Regions from separate parts of the Anas platyrhynchos genome. Here region 1 is linked to region 2. Evidence: chromatin contacts called from public Hi-C data. All regions are on one chromosome and are shown on one strand. Each heading gives the region's core, a stretch centred on a gene start, on an enhancer-like site or on the middle of the called end of the contact. The rest is flanking DNA. Distances are from core to core; before and after follow the strand shown.

Region 1 (6,683 bases), core at 61-2,560, 210 kb before region 2:
TGCAGAGTAAGAGACACATATGCAAACTACATTAAGATGACTGTACTCTCAAAATGATGCTTATGTGTAGAACATGTGGTGTAGTTGTGGACAACATAGCACTGGTAACCTACAACAGCTTCACCCATTTTGAGGGGCAAGACTTTGTAAAACTGTGATGTTCTCAGGTGCATTTGCACCTTCACTGCCTACAACTGCTCAATTTATGACTTAAGCCACCCATTGCCACCCTGTTAGAAACCTATACGTTCTTCTCTTCCTTTAGATGCTCATAGCATTGTCACAAGGAAGAAGAGCTTGCTTGAAGCCTACAAGTTATGTCCTTATTTAGAAGGGGGTGAGTGCCAAAGATTTTAAAGTTTTCAAGAAGCTGAACAAGAGCATCCAGGTTGGACCTGTGAAAGGTCTCGGAGGTCTGAATTCCACCTTACCTGTTTGGCTGACCAATAGCAAACACTTCACCTCTCATTCCCTGGGCCAAGCCCACCGGTTTCACGCTGCTTCACATCTACGTCCTTGCCAAAAGCTCAAACTCCTCCATACCACTGCGACAATTTCAGCCCAAGGCTCCTGCTCAGCCCAGCATAACTTGCTTTAGTTGAAGTAAAGAGAAACCTTGCTGACTGCGATCTGATATTTAATAGCTTATGAACATATAGTCCCCTTCACAAAAATTGAAATTAAAACCCAATTAGACTCACATATTTAAGATTTCATTGCTGAATTTTTATAACCCTCCCCCTTCACAAGATATTCCAATATCTTCCAAGCTGCACTACCAACCATGATCAGAGCTAAAAACTTGCCAAATAAAAAAAACTGTGATACGCTTTAATAGAAGACCCTGTGGCTATTTGCTTACCCACTAATTCTCCCAGGGCAATGAAACGTGTTTTAATGTTCAGTGGGCTAATCATGGGTTTAAGTCAGTGGTATAAATCAAATAACCACTTCTGTTGCTTCCAGTATAAGCAGCACTGAAATTCTGTGGTGAATTCAGGCCTTGTCCCAAGTCAGTGCAGTCCTGTAGTATGGTATTATATTTACACACTTACTCCTGAGCAGCATTTGCTCCACTCTTATTGTAGGATAAAGTGTTCAGGAAAAGAAAGCAAGAATCCTAGCGGTGACATGTATGCACGCTCAGTATAGAGGAGCTAATCTTCCAGCATGAGCAAAATGAGCTAGATAAGCATCTCTTCACACTCCATTAAGTTATAAGCCTCCTCAATATCAAAGTCAACATATGACAGCTGAGTTGTATACAGTATTTATGTGATGTCCACTTGTTCAATACAAATGTCCTTACAGAACCTAAAGATCTTCACCCAGAGAGGAAATTATAGACAAGTCTCCGATACTGAGGCAGCGAACACACATGATCCAGACAAGCTCACAGACTTGTGACCTTTCTAATTACACCCCATCAGGAGCAGCTTGCTGGTCTGTGGATGATTCTATTTTTGGCAACAACAAATCACTGCAAGTTAGCTTCTGTCTGAGAGTCTGGAAGCCGACATACCTGAACTGTCAAATATCTCAGCATTCCTCACCCAATGCTTGCTTTGCTTTAGCAAGACAGTCAAATCCGTGCCATCCCCAACCTGTCTAGGATTTAATTCTGACACAGGTATTGGCAACACAACAGGACCTATGGCGTGGCATGAAGAGGCATTCTGCAGCTCTGGCTGCTGGTCATTGGGCTGTTCCAATGACTTTAAAAGGAAGAGAAATGGGATTTCATAGAAAATCTTTGCTCATGAGCTGGAAATCAAAATAGGGGATGGAGGAAAGCAGTTGAGGGTTCTGAGAGATTTACACCGCTTTTTGCTGCTTCTCCCATTCTCACTTTTTCACTGCCTTCCCAATGGATAACGCAATTTAAGTTTCCTGTCTCACCCTGGAAAATACTTATTCAAGCTTTTCATTCCCCTAGCAAGCTTTGGTTCAGCCCTGACCCTCTACCTCATCTACCTCATTTGCCTTTTCTACTCCTCTCCTCCTCTGGTACTACACAAAAAGACAAAACAAACAAACAAAAAAAAAAACCACCATGGTTTTGTGAAGTTTAAGGCTGGGAAGAGCCACTAGGTCGCCCTGTGTGCCACAGCTAGGCAAGAGGCAAAGAATTACTTGGGTTGTCTCCTTTTGGTTTGTCGCAGTGGCTAATTACCTTTACTATTAATGTGGAATTGCGTTCCAACTTAAATATCCACTTCCGAACTTCCTATTACAGATTTGGCATTATAATGTTTCATGCTAACAGGGATCCAACTTGCTACACGAACAGAACTTGCAGTGCTATTGTTACTTAAAATGATAGCATTCTTTAGGGCACTAGTGAACAGCAACTTTAAACTTTGTGAAAATGCTGAATAAGACTGTTTCCAAATCTCTGGTATCCCGCCAAAAAAGATCCCTATTGAAGGAAATTCCCTACAGCTTTCAGACTTTTTTTAACCCAGCAATTTAAATATCACTCTAACGATACATGCTATTTTTTTTTCCTAAAAATCAAAAGACCAGGAGTTATGAAGCAAAATACCTTGCAAAAATTAAAGCTTATGATCTATCTACTGACCTTTATCAAACAAAACTAAAATCTCAAAGAAAAAAACATTCAGCAAAATTCTTTTTAACGGAAGATTATGCTGACTTAAATAACTATATTTCTACCTTTGGAGCTTGTTTGTTTGTTTTAGTCTTTATCAATGACGTTCATCTAAAAAATTCTTGTTATTTTGTCCCATGTTGGCATCAAACTAACTGCACTACAATTACACGGACTATCCCAGTCACCATTTTTCAGTGGTTAGCACTTTTTCAATGGCTTGGATTTATTCCCACTTTCCATGATTTTTGAAACTACTAGGAGGACAAGAATCTTACCGTACTTTTGGATCCAACTCTCAGGAATGATGAATTGAATAAATGAAGTATTTATTACAAAGGGAAGTATTTAATAACTAGTAGTTGTTTTTTCATCAATTCTAGCCACTTTAGTCTTTACCTGATACTGGGTCTCCCTCTTCACTAGCATCATTCTGCTCCATTTAAAATCTACCATCAATCTTGGTTTTAATTCTTTTATATTTACCTTCCCCTGTCGATTTTTCAGTTATTGAGGGGGGTGAATGCAGTGATACTTTGCAAGTGCTTCTAAACAAAATCCCAATTTCATTTACATATTTCTACTTTTTTCTTCTCAATCAACTTTGATCTAAAATTTTCCCCAGAGTGATGAAGTTTCACCCTTCTGAAACATCAGATCAGCAAGTTACCCATATAAACCAGCATATGGCTCTTCGAAGCGAAGTAGGTCATGCTCACCAGTCCCTAGGCAACCACCAAATCTCATTCCCTTGATCAATTCATCTGTATCCCAGCTCATGATGTCTGAAATAGATTTGACTGGTATTGTGTGCGGTGTTTTTTGTATTAAAAGAGTATCCATTTTTAGCAATGCTAAGTGTGCTCCTATTGGCTGCATCAGATCTCTGGTATATTGAATGGCCCATTTTTAAATATTCCATATCCGTTTTTATTTTCCTCCCACATGCTGCCACACAATGGGCTAGTTCCCACCAGTCTCTGGTTTTATTCAGTGATCTGCAATGGATTATTTTCCAGAACTTGGTTATCAGATTAATCCTCATGCAGTCAAAACTCAGTGGCTATGAGTTACTCATTCATTCCTTAATGCTATAACACACAGCATCGTTTATTTATTTTTTATGCTCACCCTTTCTAAAACCATGGATGGCCATGGGAGCGGAGAGGGAAGTTACAGAACACACCCTGTAGCAAACTCCTTACACCACACACACAAACGAGCAGTGTGTTTGGAAGTCTGAGGAATGAATGGGCACTGTACTGAAAGGCGAGGACTAGCAGGCACGAGGACAGAGCCCTAGGTTAGGCAGATGTAAATTGGCCACCTTCAGGGCTGGGCAAGCTTCCTTTTGGAGCTGCATCTACTGCTCAAAACTGTTGCTCAATCCAGATAACCAAACACAGCAGCGGTTCACCGTTGAAGTATCCCATGAGTTTTATGACCCCAGTGGCACAAATTATTTCCCCGAGGTTTCGGGAACACACAGCATTCCTTAAAATTGCCAAGAGTATCAGTTCTCTCTTGCTCATCTTCCAAAGGCCTATCAGTGCTATGTGAGCAATTTCTCTTCCAAGTATTTTGTAATAAGGGATCAATTCATTCACAGCAAGCTGAGCTCAGCTCATACATTCAACTTAGCTATACGCATCTTATACATTAAATGCAAATTCAGTGCCTTCCTCCTATTTACTTCTTGTAGAGTCCAAACAGACTTTGTCTTCAAGTTTGTGAGGTACAGGCTGCTACACGGAGGGAGCTCTTCATCTCCCTGGATCATGGCCCAGAGTTGTAGCTGGAAAAATCCCTGCAGTCTAAGGCAACCTTAAGGATCTTTCCCCTACATGCCTTCCTGCAGGGCATGGCTTTCTTGTGTGCATCTGCAAAGCCTGAGCCATGACCATATTTACACCCTCCCAGGGACTTGTTTCTGCTGTACTATCACAGAACGAATTTTGTTGGCTTATAAGGAAACAGTTTATCAGCTGCCTCCTATTTTTCTTCCTTTCTCCTGACAATCGTTTTTTGGATGAAAATCAAAACTAAAAACAACAGCAGGATTTTATTCTCAGCTACTTCTGCAGACAACTTATGCAGATAGGAGTAGAAAGGTAAGAAGGCCCAGCCTGCAAACCTAAAATTAGGTGATGATTGGAGGCTAGAGCAGGCTACCAGAATTTAGGGATGGCTGTTGACTGTACCCATATGTTGTCGAAAAGCAGGCAAATATAAAGAAATTAAACATGCATTTTCCTACTGACATAGTCCATGCTTTGATTTAAAACTGGTGGAAAGCAAAATTTTAACAAAATATGTGGAATGTAAAGGAAATGAAAATGAGAAAAATGTATCTTTTTAAAATGCTCTTGCAGATGAGTGATGGGTATGAATCAAAATTTTTCTGTTTGTGGCTGGAACGCAGTGTCACTTACAGGTGTCTATCTTAAAAGAAAAACAGGGATAAGGGAAAATATTCCTATTGATTAAAATCAAAGCACTCCAAGAAATATTTTTTCAATACTGAGATACTGTGCACAATACTGCCACCATAACCTTTTTGTATGGTTCACATTCACTCACCGTGCGTCCTGTATTACCTTAAAACAATCTAAAAATGGTAGAAACATGTGTTGTGCTGGACAGAAATATGGGCTTGATTTTGGAGAAAACAGCACCAGGCTATCCTGGTGATTGTCAGGATAAGCAGGAACACTTGCCTGGGATGCAGGAAAACTTAGGGCATTTCCAACACCTCAGGAGAGAACTGTGATCCACCACCAAGCACTGACAAACCCCTGCAGCCACCACCCCCAGCCCACCTCACAGAAGGAGGTGATGGTCATCCCGGACAAGCAGCATTGAGGGACAACAGATTTTTCATGTACACACTCAGCCATGCAGTCAACAAGAGGTGAACTAGATGTGTGCTTGCTTTTTACTGGGAAAGCAGGCTGAAGCTGTTTAGGAAAGCCAGAAACAAAAGAGAAATGTACCCAGACTTCACACCTCGATGCGATTGCCACACCAATTGCCTCTTATCTTAATAACAGCATCTTTGCATTAGCCCTCCCTCCCAAGAAACCTAACAATAACAGGCAAAAACAAGCTGTTTTCATTCCCTCGTATCCCACTGGTTCCAGGGACCAGGGGTTTGGGGCCATGACTTCGCTGTGCGTGGTGTTCACATAGCTGCAGCCTTAAAACCTGCTGGGCATGACCGCCTGCAGACACAGCAGATTTCCATCTGTCTTCATCATCAAGCTGTGGCTGTCAATCCCACCAGCTTCACGGGAAACCCTGGTGTTACCAATCAGCTTAGCCTACTGTGCACACGCCACGCAGCTATAAACCATAAAATTATTGTTTTTACAAGGGCACCGGATTTCAAATTGCCCTGCCCCCAATTCAAGGAAAGCGAGGCCATTGGACAAAAAGAAATAAATATGCAGATGGATGAAATGACGTGCATCGGTGTCTTGGGATGAATCTGTACGCTGAACCTCCAACGTTTATACGAGCAGAACAGAAAAAAGGCATTTTATGCTTCTAACAGCCTGATGCATGCGAGAACTGTCCTTGGAGGAGCAGTTGGTGACATGATCCCTAGCGCCAGCAGTGGCAGCAGCATCGTCTGTGGGTACAGAGACACAACAGGTGGGAGAGGCAGACGAGACAAGTTTTCTTTTAGGTGTATGAAGTTTGTATTTCATTCATGCTATTTGTGAAATGGAATAACATCAGCAAGTAGTCATGAGGCCACAAGTTAGGAAATTACATCATATATTTGGCAATAACTGCAGGATATAAATAACCTGGAACATCAAACCTTTCACAGAAACAGATGCAAAAAAGGGATTCACTTGCCCCCGGGCAATTCACGGTGTGTAACATTTACACGTGGATGGGCAAGCTGTTTTTAGCTTCCCAGGAGTCAAGAAAGACCTAGCAGAACTGCATTGCACATTCCCACAAGAAGGGCAGCAGGTGATTGTTACAGGCTGCAGAGCATAGCAGATAATTTGGAACAGTCAAAAAGCATAAATCCAAGCAAGAATGCAAGGAACCTATTTCT
Region 2 (6,918 bases), core at 3,926-6,425:
CAGTGCATGCGTCACGCTGACTTGAGGCTATTTTAGGCAGTGATGGGTAAACTAAATGACTTAGATGAGCAACCGAGCACCCTCCTTTCACTCTGTGCTCCAGATGATGAGTCCGAGGGTACTGCAGGAGGTACGCGTGCTCCCCTCTGCCCTGTGATCTTCCTTCTCTGCAAATGTGGAATAAGGATGAAATGGAAGCAACTTTTCCCAGGATTGAACAAAATAAAACCCGTATCAACGCCTCAGGCCTCCATGTTTTCATTTACCCTCTCTGTGTAATTCCTAAACCTCTTCTGCCTGGAAGATCTGACCTGGCTAAACCCGGCTCTCCCACGAGAGATGCCAGTTACTGCCTACACCGGCTGACCACATGAACGCCAGGGAGCATATCTTAGATATTTCACGTACCTTTTACGAAAACCTTGAATGTGGCCCTGTTTAGACATGGATGCCCTTCCACTGGGGCCCACATCCTTATGCTACCCATATGCTTCTCTCTCAGTGAGCACTCAGGTCACTGTCTGCCCAAGGGACATCTCAGACACTCGTCTCCCACCAAGTGAACTACAGACACAGTTGAAATTATCTCAGATGGAAGCCTATCTGCATGGCAAAACAGGAAAAGAGAAAACATACAGTAAAAATTACTTAAAACTGCACTTAAAGAACACGTTATTACAGGGACCATCCCCCAATAAACTTGCAATCTGTTAAACAAATTTTCACACCAAAACAAAACATGGTTAGCCAAAGATAGTTTATTCTACAAACGACGGCACGATGGCACTTCGCTGCTCTGTGTTGGCTTTCTCTGCTCACAGCTTCAAGGACAAATACAAACAGCCCACTGAACACAAACAGCTCCACAGACTATTCCCTTTCTTGTGAGGTTAACATGCATTCACTCAGTTTAGTTCCTCCATGGGGTACAGGCTATACATTGATTTGATTTTACATTTCTTCCTGCAGTAGGACCCAAACTCTCATCTGTAGGCTAAACCACCCCTAATTTCCTTCCGTCTATTATTCCATATTCTCCTTCCTCTCTTCCTGTTTCTGTGTTAAGGGTATCGACATGTACTTATGACAAAGTTATCCTCCTTTCTCCTACAAACAAATTGCTTTAGAAGATTCTTAACTGGTCTTATTAGACGCACAGAGTGTTTTGATGCCATGCAGATGGAAATACACTATCTGAAAGCTTGACCAGCTCCAAAAGAGAAGTGGATCAATACCTATTGAACACTCTATACTAACATCACTCATAGTATTAATACAGCTGACGATAGGAATAGTCCACAGAGACTTATCAAGTGATTGCAAAGTTCAAAACCAATAGTGTTTCCCTGTTCAGATCTGTTCAGAAGCGCCAAAGAAATCTAGAAAGATTATTTCCCAAGAGGTTTCACTAACAAACCACCACCAACAAAAAGGATTAGCATAGCTGATCTAATATTTCAACCACAGCTCCTGACAACAGCTTCCCCAAGGTTAGCCTTAAAATTGTATTGCAGCCTAATTTACTCTTGTTTTACATCAGTCTGAAGCCATGTCTATATTTTATTGAACCCTGATTGTGTTACTGGTTTTACATATTAGCCAGATTCAATTTTTTAAGATGGCTTCATGGTTTGAAACGCACCATCATCTACTGGTGGGTAGTTTTTAGTGCAGCAGGAAATGGAATTAGGAAAGATCTACTGACTTAATTGAAGACGCCACTAAAAGCATTTGTCAGCTGTGAATATTCTGCCCTCGCGCTTTCTGCAGTGGTCCTGGGGGAGCGTGCTGAGCAAACAGCCACGCTCCCAGCACAAAGCAACTCTACCGCAAGGAAATCTGTGATGTAGACCTGGTCCACGCATCTATATCCGAGCAGGAGGTGCATTTGCTGCAGTCAATATGATTTGTGGATGTGCAGTGATTTTATTATGATAATTCTGCTGTGTTGTGCCTCTTCTCTAGCTCCAAAGGAAACCCAAACTCTGGAAGAAAAACAAAATTCAACACCACAAAAGCCTCTACCTTCTCTGCTGCCGTAATGTATATTTGAATCCCCAAAGTGACTAAAAAAGAAATTTATTATGAAAACTTGTCTAAATATATGCAAATGAATATTTCCTATGATCGCTATTCCGATTTACCAGGTAGTTGCTCTCTTCATTTTATTTCAGTAAAAGGAAAAAGGTGAGCCCAAGTGAATGTCCTAAATCTAGTAATACTAACACATGACTGTCAGTGAAATAAGTCTGCTTAGAAATAACTCTGAAAAGAGGCAGAAGGAAAAAAAAAAAAAAAAAAGGTACATTTGAGTTCTGCTACCATGTTTTCTCCCTGTGGCTTAAGACATCACTGTCATGACTCACTCCGGGGATTGGGTTGCTCCCTGGGCGACACGACCTCCTCATACCGGCTTTGTTCCTCATCCTGGTACAGATTGGTCATCTGCTGACACCAAATGAAGAAATTTCCTTATTAGTCATATCTGGATCTATAAAACTAATACCAGAAAATGATGTTCAAACAAGCCCAGTGCTGCTTCAGGTATGCGGCCTTCCGACATTTCCAAGCTGAATAGTTTCATTAGGTGGGGGAGGAAGGGCATAAAGAGAAAAAAAAATAAAAAAGTGTTAGATGCAAAACTGTTTTGGGGCTCTAGCTAAAATCTGTGCAGCAGCACTGCTCGCAGGCAGTTTGGATCCACATTTAGCTTTCCATGTTTATTTGCTTGACTGGCAAATCCCAAGGAGATTCTGAGGCTGGTGTTTTAAAAACAAAAAAGATAAAAACACACTGAGCCTTAAAATCCAGGAGGCTCAGTCAGCTCTCAGCTGCACTTTAGCTGATTAGCTGTCCATCCTTAGGCTGTAAATCACTGTGTCTTCCCATGATGCAATTAAAAACTACACACCAGATCACCCCGCCGAACACAGGCGCAGGTGTCAGCCTACACATGCTCTTGCCAGCACCTGTCCTGCCCAAGCTCAATACATTTCCGACCTGGTGCAAACCCAAAAACTCTGAGAAAAGCAGGCTGCATCAGAATAGTAAGTGTGATTTTATACCCATTTGCTTAATGTAAAAGATACAGCAGCAATATCAAACCAGGAATTCGTTACAAATTACATTTCCAGGAGACTTACTCCATTAGCACGGCAGGCTGAGGCAGTAGCAGAGATGCAGGGAACTTTGCAGAAATAAACTTAGGTTTTCTCCAGTGGCAGTATGTTTGCATCAGAGACAGCACTTTGCCCACTGCTGAATACAATCATCCCCTCTGTCAATCCCAAAATGATTTCCCTTGGAAGAAATCCCAAGAATATAACACGAAATATTATTACTCTAGATAATGCCCGTTATAATGGTCATTGACAACAATTACCTTCATCTTGTTCCCACTGACATTGGTTGCTTTTCATTTTAAGCTCCCTCCCCTGGTAACAGCACTGGGTCCAGTGCCACCCAGCAGCACATTTTACCCTCTCAGCAACTCATGCCAGTGTGCTTGACCAAGAACAGGACAAACGTCCCCCCTAATCAGAACCCATTACCTACCCCTGAGGCAATAAAATACCAAGCCAAGCTGCAAATCCTCTGACAGCCCTGAAGCTTTGTAACAAAAGGATGTTGATAGCACTTAAGTCAAATAAAATTGCTAAAACCTTGACTATTTTTTTTAAAGCAACCAAACAAAAAGCTCCCATAGGTTTTAGTCAATACACAGTGAATAACAATTATCCCAGAGCCCAGACATGGTGTTGATACCTTTGTGAAATCAAAAAAAAAATTAGTAAGGCTTCCAGATCTCCTACATCTTTGGATATTCCTGGTAACAAGTCATCTTGGTTTCCCCATTATATTAAGATGGATATCAAAGTAGTTTTACATGAAATTTATCATTTAGAGAAATATCAGCCAGTAGCAACCACATCCTCGTCTCCTTCAAGTGACTTACAAATAAGAACATTGAGAAAAGAAGTCTAAGTGTCCATCTCATGTATCTTTGCTCTATTATTAGCCTATAAATAGTGCCATTTGCTTGCCAGGCATCCAAACTGACTTCATTTGGAGACAGCTGCAATGACGTGCGAGACGATTACGGCAAGAGAAATTTCAGTTTCATTTTCAGAGGAAACATCTGTAGGACTTTCAGTTTCCCTCAGCGCTGTGCCAGGTGTAAGACACGAGACAACACTGATCACCAAGAACAGGATGCGAAGCCACATGAAAGCAGTCTCGCTGCTCAAGTTGTGACTAACATGATGTAGAAGGGAACATTTCACAAGTTCGTTCACGCAGCAGGATGGGTGGCTGCCATATCTCACCGCTATATGCACGCTCCAGAAATTCTCTCACTTCATGAGAATGTGTCTCAAAGTCTGGCAGGAAAATGACGGATGGGAGACTTTGGAAGAGGGATGTGCATATTTTGGATTCTATGCAGGCTGTGCATGTTGTTTATGTTGGTGGAGAAGGCACATGGCTACATGTGAACTCTGCAGCTACTACAGCACAGCGAGTGTTTCCCAGGGTTCACGTACAGAGGAAACAGCAAAAATAACCTTACCACAGTCCGTTGCTAGAAATGTTAACTGTGGGCAACCTCTAGGTTCACAGGATAGAAGTAAAACATGTCATGGCAAAGTAGACTTGAACAGACCCTAATTCTGTTCTGATGCTAGATGTTCCCAATCTGCTGCAATGTCAGCAGAACTCACCAGAGTAACTTAAAACACTTCCACCTTTTCTCTTCAGATGAAGTCTTTGCCAAGGACCCCTCAAAATCTGTTTTAAAAAGAGAACTCTTCATTTCCTTATTGGCTTTCCCTTGATACTCATTGGGACTGTGTCTCAGCATTTTTTAAATACTAATTTCCATAACACAAGGCAGCCTTATTATATACAGGAGGGCAGAGCAGCAGAGATACCAAGAACCAAAGGTGTCTGAGGGACTAATTAAAGTTCTGATCTCATTAACTTCAGAAGAAGCAGCAAATAAACACTACTCTTGTTATAAATAAATTATCCTGCCTCAAATTCCTTGTTTCTATTTTTGACCACCCCCAAACAACTACCCACGTGTCTTACCCGACACTGATCGGGAGTGGGAGCTCTTGCGGGTCAGGATGCAAGGATTTTTCAGAGCCTAGGAATGTATGACACAGATCCTAAAAGCAAGCTTGCCATGCCCCAGTGGCAGCAACATTACCTCTGGCTGAATCAGAGCTGCTTCGGTCAGTTTCCAGACCCGTGGTGCAATTTGTTTACAAATTGCAAAAAACTCTAAGTTTACGCACTGAGTTTTCTACTTGCCACACATTGCTGCTTGCTCATTCATGCTGTGTAGACGCTCCTACAGGGGTAACTAAATCCAGATCTTTGTAGCAGCACTCGGCCGCCCTCTCGCAAAGCTCACTTTCCCTTCTTTCAGCTCACTTTCCTTCAGAATTCAGGGAAAAGAGATGCAGGACCTGCAAAAACAACACCTTTTTAAATGTTTGTGTTAACTACCCATCCTTGATTACTGTAAACCCCGTGTTCTGAATGGAACAGAGGTTAAGAGGAAGAGGATGAAGGCATTTGATGCTGTAATTGAAGACTGCAGCCAAAGGTGCGGGCAGCTTCTTTCAGGGCTGCAGCAGAGGAGCAGGCAGCAGAGGAGCTCAAGGCAGCAACTTTCACTGCTTCAGGCTCTGCCAGGCCTCCCAGGTGCCTCTGCTCGCTGCTCCGTCCCTCAGTCTCTGCTTTCCAAACCCCCTCATCTCATATTTACTGCTCTCATCTGGGCACAGGCAGCCTCAGCAGCAGGCTTCCCAGCACCCTGAGGAGAGGAACCAGCACCTCAGGCTGCCTTGACTCTGCTGAGGCAGACGATGTCCTAATGGACTCAGGCTTTGTCCCTTCATCCCAGTTCTGACCCGTTCCTCTTATCTCCATGATGTCTCACCCTGTCTCTTAATCCTCGTCCAGTTCTGATTCACTTCTCCTCCTCAGACTGAGTCACTGTGCCTTTCTCCCTGATGGAGCATAATGACTGGAATCATTTAGGGCACAGAACGTGTTTGAGCTCCCAATTTCTCTGCGTAGCACCACAACCCCCATTGTGGGCTACTGGGGCTGTGTTCAAGAACCTGCTCACTTATTTAACTTCCCAAACTCCTGTAAGAACGGGTATTTCAAAAACTAATAATTAGGCTAAATTTCAGGAGAGTGGAACAGCAGAAAATACATCCTTAAAGCAAAAAGAATTTCCCCATGAAGTTTCAAGGCCATGCTTTAAAACCTCCCAGTGACAGAAGCACCTGCATATTTTAAGCACATGCCTGGTCAAACAGCATCTTTTCTAGAACTTGATTTTATAAATGGAAGCTGCTGAAGATTTCAAACGTCCTGCCAGAACCAAACAGCCAGTGAAGAAAAAAATCAGCCCAAAGAAACAAATTTTCCAGGAGTAAAAAAAAACAACGGCTCATCACAGCAAACAACACGTAATTATATCTATGGACAAACTTATCAGATAGCTGTGATAACGAACCGTTTAAAGAAAAGACAAACTTTGCTTAGAGGCACAGGTCAACTAAAAGAAAAAGATATTTCTTCAGGAAAACAACTCTCTTAATTAAAGTATTGATAGATATTTCCCTGATGGTTTGATCCAAATGAATGTACCGATGACTCTGAGGCCTGACACGCTGCCCTACTGACAGGGCAAGGCCTGCCAGGCTGGCAGCCCACCAGAAAACCCCCCAAAATGTCTGGTGTCTCCATTTTGGCCTAGATTTGGATTGCAGTTCAGCTTCAGCGACTAGCACAGACTGCTTTGTTTGCAAAAGCCAAATTTTTGCTAGTGACTGGGTCGCTGTGCTGAGCAAAACAATCTGTCCACACAGATGAAGCTGCAAACGAGGGCATTAGCTT

Evidence for each region. Hi-C and Micro-C count contacts between places; a contact is called where the count stands out from the background.
Region 1: a contact with region 2 is called in a Hi-C map of liver, with 3 times the contacts expected there. The contact joins two enhancer-like sites. A contact is called at or near these places in 3 of 8 Hi-C or Micro-C datasets (liver, skeletal muscle and subcutaneous adipose tissue).

What each region holds. Positions count from the first base shown.
Region 1 is chr6:31,095,043-31,101,725 of IASCAAS_PekinDuck_T2T, reverse strand. The region is part of intron 1 of RBM20 (RNA binding motif protein 20); the gene reads right to left. Among named protein-coding and RNA genes, the nearest start is that of RBM20, 46 kb to the right of the region's middle. Within about 2 kb of position 1,310, at least 1 of the 8 cell types and tissues checked has an H3K27ac peak or open chromatin away from gene starts, as enhancers often do.
Region 2 is chr6:30,888,963-30,895,880 of IASCAAS_PekinDuck_T2T, reverse strand. No RefSeq gene overlaps it. Among named protein-coding and RNA genes, the nearest start is that of SMNDC1, 6.5 kb to the right of the region's middle. Within about 2 kb of position 5,175, at least 4 of the 8 cell types and tissues checked have an H3K27ac peak or open chromatin away from gene starts, as enhancers often do.